2 separate regions of the Sus scrofa genome follow, and region 2 is linked to region 1. Evidence: chromatin contacts called from public Hi-C data. All regions are on one chromosome and are shown on one strand. The core of a region is the stretch at or near the end of the contact, and the rest is flanking DNA. Distances in the headings are between cores, read along the strand shown.

Region 1 (4,636 bases), core at 1,896-4,395:
CCTGTTTCCTTTTCTTCATAGAATGTATTATTCTCTGAAATTATCATATTTATTTGTCTCCTTGTTTATCCTCCTTTCCCACTAAAATGAGAGCTGGAATTACTGGTGTGTTCACTATTGTATCCCCAGTGAGTAGAACAACACCTGGCATGTAGTACATGCTCAATAAATGTTCATCAAATCAGTGAATGAAATTAACAAATTAGCCAACAATACTTTATAATTCTACAATTGTCCTAACTATGACCATTGTTTTAGATTCAGTAAAAATCATTCTTTCTACCATCATTCAGTTCTTTAAATTAAATGTAATTTAACTCAAGACAAATTTATTAAGCATCTACTATGTTCAAAGCACTGATAGATGTTTTGTGTGACATCAGAGTAAAATATTGTCACAGTCCCTGCCCCTCTTGGGAATGTATGGGGGGAGGAGTCCAGAAGTGGTGGAAATATTCTTGAAAGGTTAGTCTCATCGAATTTATAATTTTGCGTATTTTGAAGCTATGGGTAGGTGTTGTGACAACCAAAATAAACAGAAGGGCTATTTGAAGAATATGAAACATTACAGAATGTCTAAGGACATTGAGAGAAATTCCTCTTGGGGAAGGATCTGGGTAGATAGGATTTAAATGGGATTTCTTTAATGAATGCATTTCACTTTTTGAGCTAAACTTGGAAGAATGCATTTGGGTTTTGAAACAACGTATTCTAAGAGAAGGAAAAACATGATAAAGATGCATAGGCAAGAATGACTGTATTCCTTGCAGGGTAGAGTATTTTTCTAAACCTTTATCAGTGACCACCAGTGGTCTGACTCCACACTTAAAGTCCTGCATAGACCATTTCCAGGTTCTAAGTTCTCCTTAGTATTTAATCCACATCTGGAGCTTGGTTCTATTTTTTGTTTTGGGGTTTTTGTTTGTTTGTTTGGTTTTTGGTTTTTTGGTATTTTGCTTTTTAGAGCCATGCCCCACAGCATATGTAAGTTCCCAGGCTAGGGGTCAAATCGCAGCTGCAGCTGCCGGCCTACACCACAGCCACAGCAACGCCGGATCCTTAACCCACTGAGCAAGGCCAGGGATTGAACCTGAGTCTTCATGGATGCTAGTCAGGTTCGTTACCACCCAGCCACAATGGGAACGCCTTGGTTCTATTTTGAAGTGGACTCAGAAACAATCTTCTCAATCTCAGGAACACCAGACTTGGATAAACACATTCAAAGAGAAATTTAAGGAGGAAGCTTTCAGAAACATTTTGAAGATGTAAAACCACTGCACTATTATAAGATGGTGTCACTGTTAAAGAAGTAAACCAGTTTATGGAGAATTATTATGAAATGGCTCCAATATCAGTGATATGGGATAAGTGCATCCAAAGAGATGAAACACAGTTAATGTAATTACACATCCATTTCTTGTGATGTACGACCCTGTGAAGCATTACTAATCCCTAAACAGATACCTGCCGGGGAGACTATTGAAAACAGCTGTTTGGTCCACACAATAGGGGACCACGTGAATTCAAAATACTGTGGGCACTGAACGGATGGAATCCCAGCATCAGACCCTGTCCACTAAACCCAGGATTTATAAGGAATTAAAGAGGATTCCATCAGAAGGTACATTTGTTTCAAGCATAAATCACCCTGCCAACTCATTTATTATTGTAATAACCTCTCTCGGCGTTTCCATTATTGGAGAGGACTTCTTTCCAAATGAAAAATGGCGTACCTGATTACTTGCATGGGACTTGGCGTCATACTCATTTTGGTTTCTCGTTTGAGGCAGTGAGAGGGCCGAAGAAAGGCCTTTACATACTTGCACGCATATCGATTACAGTTAATGGAGTTCATGGGTTTATTACGCGCTGGGGAGTTAAAAAACAAGAACTGTAATGACGGAAGCCATACCAATCCTACTGGTAAATCCAAGAAAGCGTCAAGATTTCAAGTGCTAAAAATAGTGAAAACTATCTCAGAAACTGTTTACATTCAGCAAGCATAATTAGAAGAGCCTATAACTCTTTTCCATCATATTAGAATACTTTATAACCTATACTTTATTTATATCTAGTTGCTAAGTTTATTAGTGCTTATTATAGGATATGTTCTTAATTTTATGTTTTACAAAACAATTTGAATAATCAGAATTACTTTTGTGAATCTTCTTCCACTTGCAATAAGATGAGTGAATTATAAAAAGCCATTTTCTAAACATGCTAACAGGTGCAAGAAAGATTGACAGAGTGATACGAGAAAGTATTCTTAATGTAGGCTTTCCAAGATTTTAAATGGAATTTCTTTAATGAATGCATATCATTTTTAACAGGCCCGGTTTACTACTCAGAGGATGCTGAATATAGGATATAACAGTATATTTTATTTAACAATAACCATAATCAGAGTTACATGATATATAGATGTGTGTATAAAAATGAAAACTAACTAGAACCAGAGATTAGTTATCTAAAAAAAAAAATTAAAAAGAAACACTGGAAGAAAATGCAAAGCAATAGAAAATAACAATTTTGGATTATTGAAGGAAACTTCCAATTACAGGTATTGATGAAAAAAAAAAAAAAAGGCCCCATGAAAGCAGAAGGAAGTGATGAATTTTAAGCTTCCTCTGTGCCATGATCAAAGCCCTATAACCAGTTGACTTATTAATTGAGCCAAGTCTAAGTGCTTGCTGTATGGGGGCCTATGTGGGGATATAAAGTTCCCACTGATGAGAAACTCCCTGTCTGGTAGATGGTCATACATTTAACTCTGAATCAAGACCTTTCTTGGTCTCTCAAATATATCACCCCTCCCTACTTAACTGGAATGCATCATGGTTATTTTACTTTATTGCTTTTTAAGGCCACACCCTCTGCATATGGAGGTTCTCAGGCTAGGGGTCAAATCAGAGCTGCAGCTGCCAGCCTACACCACAGCCACAGCAACACCAGATCCAAGCCACACCTGCAACCTACACCAGAGCTCATGGCAACACCGGATCCTTAACCCACTGAGCAAGGCCAGGGATGGAACCCCCATCCTCATGGATCCTAGTCAGTTTCATTAACCACCGAGCCACGAAGGGAACTCCTGTTTTTTGAATCACTGTATATGAATCACCAAAATTCTGATTTTCCTCATTTTTTTCATGCCAAAAAGAATGTTACCCAGGGAAGTTCTCAGAACTGAACTCTGATGTGAAGCCTCTACGAAGTGAGTCACCTTTAAGAAATTCTGAACATAAATGGAATTACCAAGAGTTCTATTCATTGAAAAACACATTATATTGCATCATGTTCTTTTCAAATAGAGTGAAACTTGCTTATATTAAATTTCTAGGAACTCGAGGAAAAAATTTGATATAGGATGGAATTTGATATACTCTAGAAATATTACATGTGCATGTAATAGACCTGGATTTCCAATTTGATTGCTATACACGGGGATTCAATAAGGGGGTTCAGTAAGGGGGGTAGGTTCAGTGAATTTGCATTTGTGCTTTTCAGGACATATATGGTATGTGTTTCCTCAAAGTAAAAATCAGATTGATTCCTGAGTCCAGGAAAGCTAAATATTCATGGGAACAGGAATTCTGGGATGAAAATAGTGTAAGCAGTTCTAGTGTTCCCTTCCTTCCACTTTAATATTAGTTTAACTGACTGGGGTTTAGACTATTGAATTCTGGAATGGCATCTTTCTTTCCCTAGCCCTATAATTCTCTGGCCTAGAACTTCTCTATCCCTTTCTTTCATTTAACATTTTAATATTTATCTGAATGAAAGTGTTCAAAAGAAGGAAATTACCAAAAGGTTTCAATATGGGAAGAAATTTTCACACAGACATTGCACATCTTAGAAAATCATAAAAATAACAAAAAAAATGTGACTATTATAAAAACTGAAACAAATCATAATGATATTTATATAAAAATACCTCCCCTCAAGTTATGGACATTGAGAATTATTAGCATTTTTTCCACCATTTCATTGTCACATTGTTTGTTTGTTTTAATTCTGAACCTGAACACCATCATTTTAGAGATTCACACTTGGGTGGGGAAACTGGAATTTAGCCATTTTCCCTTCCTTACAGAAAACTCCAACACAAAGCATTCCATGGAATTAATGCTCTTCATGAAAGGAACGAATGGGTGAACTTAGAATAAACTCTATTTAAGGAACCTTTGGATTCTTTTACATGAGAGAATCAAAAATGAAAATCATAAAGTTTGCTACTATACAGCTCTATAATCACTTCTAAATCCTACAGATTTCACTCAGTGTTCCAAGTAAGCAAATGTAATGAAATAAACAGAAACATATGTTTTGAATACCATAACAGATTGACTTCCCAACAGATTAGGAACTCTGAGCTATTTCTTTTACAAACAGGTCAGGTCATACAAACATACAAAATAATACCACTCACTTTCACCTGCAATATTTTACATGGTCGCTTCAAAAACCATTTTCATCATTGAAAAAGACACGTGTTTAGCTAGCTAAGCTCTTCTTTATACATAGGGTTATGCTAGGGACTCAGCAGTTTACAGAGACAGCCACTCCTTGCTTAGGCTCTGCACACTTAGTTGATAGTACAAAGGAATCTCAAACCAATTATTGACTTAAATGACTG
Region 2 (4,507 bases), core at 1,487-3,986, 140 kb after region 1:
ACATTGTTGTATCAATTTCTGCTGCATAGCAAAGTGACTACATCTATACATACTCTTTCTCATATTATCTTTCATCGTGTTCCATCACAACTGATTGGACAGAGTTCCCTGTGCTATACAGCAGGACCTTATTGTCTATCCATTCTTAATAGATGGACAGTTTGTGATCCATTTTAAAGAAGAAACTATAGAGGACCATGGTTTCTAAAACAAAAGAAGGCATATTTTGGATCCACTTATTTGAGTACATATAATTGAATAATTATACATTTATTCAGTTATTAAGAGTACTTTTTCACATCCGTAAGAGTTTGAGGGATAGAGATGGAGAAAATAGGAGGGAATGGTAAAGAAAGAGGACATTTAACATTTGTTTGATTCTCCATGAGAGCAGTACCCCTCATCCCTGACACCCTACTGACACTCAGTAAATCTTTGTTGAATAAATAAATCCATTAAACATATGCCACAAATAGTAGTAGAGTTAGTATATAGACATTTTGGCTGAGGCTTTACTGTTAGGTAATGCTGACAACAAGAAAGTCAACAAACTCATGAAGGAACCCTCTACTTCTGTTTTTATAGTTCTGATTCAAAAACAAGTATATTCCTTTCTATACTTTATCCTAATATAGTTCATATTTGAAAATACCAGCTGAGCTAGGCTGCCCCATTGTATATGACCCATGAAGTCAAATATTCTTCCTAATTGCTAATGTGTTTTTATACATTAGAGGTCATTTTTGACCTATAATCAATGCAGAACTTGTTAGATAAACAAATAGTTATCTACTTTGCTTAAAGTTTAAGTGTAGGTCAACAAATCAATTTATTATTTTTTTTCCATTCCTGTCGGGATTTGGTCTTTAGCCCTGATCTATATTAAAATCTATTGTATGAATGGGGTGTGTGTGGGGGGGAGAAAATATTCAGCTCTTAGATTCATTACAGAGACACATGCCAACGCATACAGCATATTTTTGATTCCTTGGATCAGACTAGGACCATATTCTTATACAGCTATTGAGATGAAACACACATACCCTAAAATTTGTATAGCTTCTCGGTAGGGAAAGCTGCAGAAGCAGCATGAAAAGTCACACCAGCTGCTGAAGAGGAAGCTGCCTGGGCCTTGAAACACTGCTACAACTGGGCTAATGTCTCCGATGTTATGTCATTAATAAAAATCTATCATCCCATGCTTGTGCATCTGAATCTCATTTTCAAAATGTGCTTTTAATTTTTGTCCCCAGACTAATCTGCATCTCCCAGGTCTTGTTGAATTCTGGGTGGAAAAAAGGGAAGACACCGCTCACTCCCCTCCCCTGGCCCACAGTCCTGGCACACACAGCCATTTTGTTTGGTTAAGAATGCAGGCAAGAGTTCCCATTGTGGCTCAGTGGGTTAAGAACCTGACATAGGGAGTTCCCGTCGTGGCGCAGTGGTTAACGAATCCGACTAGGAACCATGAGGTTGCGGGTTCGGTCCCTGCCCTTGCTCAGTGGGTTAACGATCCGGCGTTGCCGTGAGCTGTGGTGTAAGTTGCAGACGCGGCTCAGATCCCACGTTGCTGTGGCTCTGGCGTAGGCCAATAGCTACAGCTCTGATTCGACCCCTAGCCTGGGAACCTCCATATGCCGCGGGAGCGGCCCAAGAAATAGCAAAAAGACAAAAAAAAAAAAAAAAAAAAAAAAAGAACCTGACATAGTATCCACAAGGATCCTAGTTCAATCCCTGACCTCACTCAGTGGGTTAAGGATGCAGCATTGCCAAAAGCTGCAGCATAGCTCGCAGATTGGGTGTTGCTGTGGCTGTGACATAGGCCTCAGCTGCAGCTCCAATTCAACCCCTAGCCTGGGAAATTCCATACGCCACAGGTGCAGATGTAAAAAGAAAAAAAAAAAAAAAAAAGAAGGCAGGCAGCAGGAGTTCAATTGTGGTGCAGCAGGGTAAGGATCCAGCATTGTAATTGCAGCCAGTCTGGTGGCTGCTGTGGCGCAAGTTTGATCCCAAGCCCAGGAACTTTTACATACTACAGGTGCTGCCAAAAACAAAACAAAACAAAAAGAATGCAGGCAGCAGAACTACCTAAGGAAAAGACCAAAGTGTTCCAGATCTTAGCAATGATAATATATTGTAGGTTAAAAAAAAGAAAAAGGAGTTCCCGTTGTGGCATAGCAGAAACAAATACGACTAGGAACCATGAGGTTGCGGGTTGGATCCTTGACTTTGCTCAGTGGGGTAAGGATCTGGTGTTGCTGTGAGCTATGGCGTAGGTCACAGACACAGCTTGAATCTGGCACTGCTGTGGCTGTGGTGTAGGCCGGCAGCTGTAGCTCTGACTGGACCCCTAGCCTGGGAACCTCCATATGCCACAGGTGCAGCCCTCAAAAGACAAAAGACAAAAGACAAAAAAAAAAAAAAAAAAAAAAAAAAAACCTAAGAAAGAAAAAACAAAAAAACGTCATCACACAGGGTTTCAATGGGTGCCATTAACTTGTCTTTTATTGGCAGCTAAAACTCATCTTGTATTTAAAAACATTTTGAAATGTGTCCCTGTAATGCCTTCAATGAGAGGCTTTCTTACACGTGATGCATCAGGGGAAAAACAACACTTCGAGTGAGAAGGAAGGTACTCCCAGAGACAAATATGATTAATGGGATAATCTTGTAGATTACAATAGTTAGAGGCAGTTCCTGCCATTCCTGGTTCTCCAAGGGCTGGGACTGCTCTCTCCCATACAAACAGCTGCACATTCCTCAATACCATTATTATCCAACACAAGGCCACGTTCAGCATGTTCAAATTCCTATAATATCCACATTTGGCAATTTCCTATTGTGCAACTTCAGTTTCAGAAGTTAAAGCTTCAAGTTCCATGTGATTACTTGATAGAGTTTACAAACGGAATTGATTTTCTAAAGCGTCATTAAAGGTTGCTCTGCAAGAAACCAGACAAAAGAGTGCCCCAACCAGCAAAACAGCTTTTATGTGGCTCATTGAAAACATAAAGGGCAGTCCTGTCATCTGCCAGTCAGTCCCCCAGAGTCCCCCCGAGGGGCAGGTGAATGTTTTTATTCCTGGTTTACAGGGATGAAACAGCCACAGCCTAGTTAAGAGATGCGCCCCAGGCTTGGCTGAATGGATGACAGAGTTGAGATTAAGAAAGCCAGGTTCCCCGTCTCTGTTTTCTGTGCTCAGCCCACCAGGCAAGCCATCTCCTTCGAAGACAATTGCTCAGCTCCACCATGAGATCCGATGAGAAAAACATAAATTCCCCAGGTCTCCCGAAAAGAGGCAAGCCATGGCAATATTGGTTGAAATTTGATTATAGACTTTTTCTTTTTTCTTTCTGGAGTGGAGATAAAGCCTTCAAAGTATCCTTTAAGAAAATTCTGGACAAGCAATAATTCCCAGTTATATTTGTCCCACTCCATTTCCCATGTTATTGTCTTTTCCTTGTTATGAACATTTTGGGGACACACAGGCTCATCTTTTTCAACTCTAAGCAAAGACTCTTCTTTGTTTAATATGTTAAATTGTTCACTATTTTTGCTCTTCACCCAAGAGTTTTTAGCCTCTTGACATTGCCCTGCAAATTGTCTTACATAAACAAGACAGAAATCTCACCTGGAGTGAAAGTATAACTCAAAGGCAGTTTTTACTCTGTACTCCCTCCTGGTGGCACCATCTTCCTCTCCAAAGCTAGAGGGATCCCTCCACATCTGAAGGTCAGAGTCTTGAGTTGAGTTTTCTAGTAAAACTAGAAATGGATGAAACTGTTCATACTAAGATATAAACACCTGATGACAGCTTAAAGTGCTCGTAGGCATTTGTGTCTTAGAAGACTCAGAGCCTTAAACTGTAGCAAAGATGTTAGTCGGATGAAAGTTCAGGTGTGTCACAGGTGGAGGGAGATTTGAATGGTGTGGAGCAAGGCAGGTGTGGGAGAGTTCCAGCAGTCCCTAAAATCATAGGGACTTTAGGGACCAGTGGTTCTTAAACTTGAGTGTCTATCAGCATCACCTCAAGGGCTTGTTAAAATACAAAGTGCTCGCCCCATCCCACAGTTGCTGATTTTGTAGGTGCGGGATGGGGGCCCAAGAATTTGCATATTTGGAGTTCCTGTCTTGGCTCAGCAGGTTATGAACCCAACTAGTATCCATGAGGTGGGTTCGATCCCTGGCCTTGCTCAGTGGGTTAAGGATCTGGCATTCCCATGAGCTTTGGCATAGGTCGCAGACAAGGCTCGGATCCTGCATTGCTGTGACTATGGGGTAGGTCAGCAGCTGCAGCTCCAATTGGACCCCTAGCCTGGGAACCTCCATACGCCACAGGTGTGGCTCTAAAAAGCAAAAAAAAAAAAAAAAAAAAAGAATCTGCATATTTAACAAACTCCCTGGTGATACCACTGGTTGGTGGCCATGCCTGTGAGTGGCACTGACATCGACATTGTGGGTGCTCCATAGACACCAAAAACATTCCCATCTAGAATTAGTCATGATG

The links. Hi-C and Micro-C count contacts between places; a contact is called where the count stands out from the background.
Region 2: a Hi-C map of embryonic fibroblasts shows a contact between it and region 1, with 2.2 times the contacts expected there. The contact joins two enhancer-like sites. A contact is called at or near these places in 1 of 47 Hi-C or Micro-C datasets (embryonic fibroblasts) and 1 of 2 datasets of contacts at active chromatin or transcription factors (skeletal muscle).

The regions. Positions count from the first base shown.
Region 1 is chr1:105,810,201-105,814,836 of Sscrofa11.1, forward strand. No RefSeq gene overlaps it. Among named protein-coding and RNA genes, the nearest start is that of TXNL1, 200 kb to the right of the region's middle. Within about 2 kb of position 3,146, at least 2 of the 83 cell types and tissues checked have an H3K27ac peak or open chromatin away from gene starts, as enhancers often do. A contact at or near this core is called in embryonic fibroblasts, where this site is marked.
Region 2 is chr1:105,945,780-105,950,286 of Sscrofa11.1, forward strand. No RefSeq gene overlaps it. Among named protein-coding and RNA genes, the nearest start is that of TXNL1, 65 kb to the right of the region's middle. Within about 2 kb of position 2,737, at least 1 of the 83 cell types and tissues checked has an H3K27ac peak or open chromatin away from gene starts, as enhancers often do. A contact at or near this core is called in embryonic fibroblasts, where this site is marked.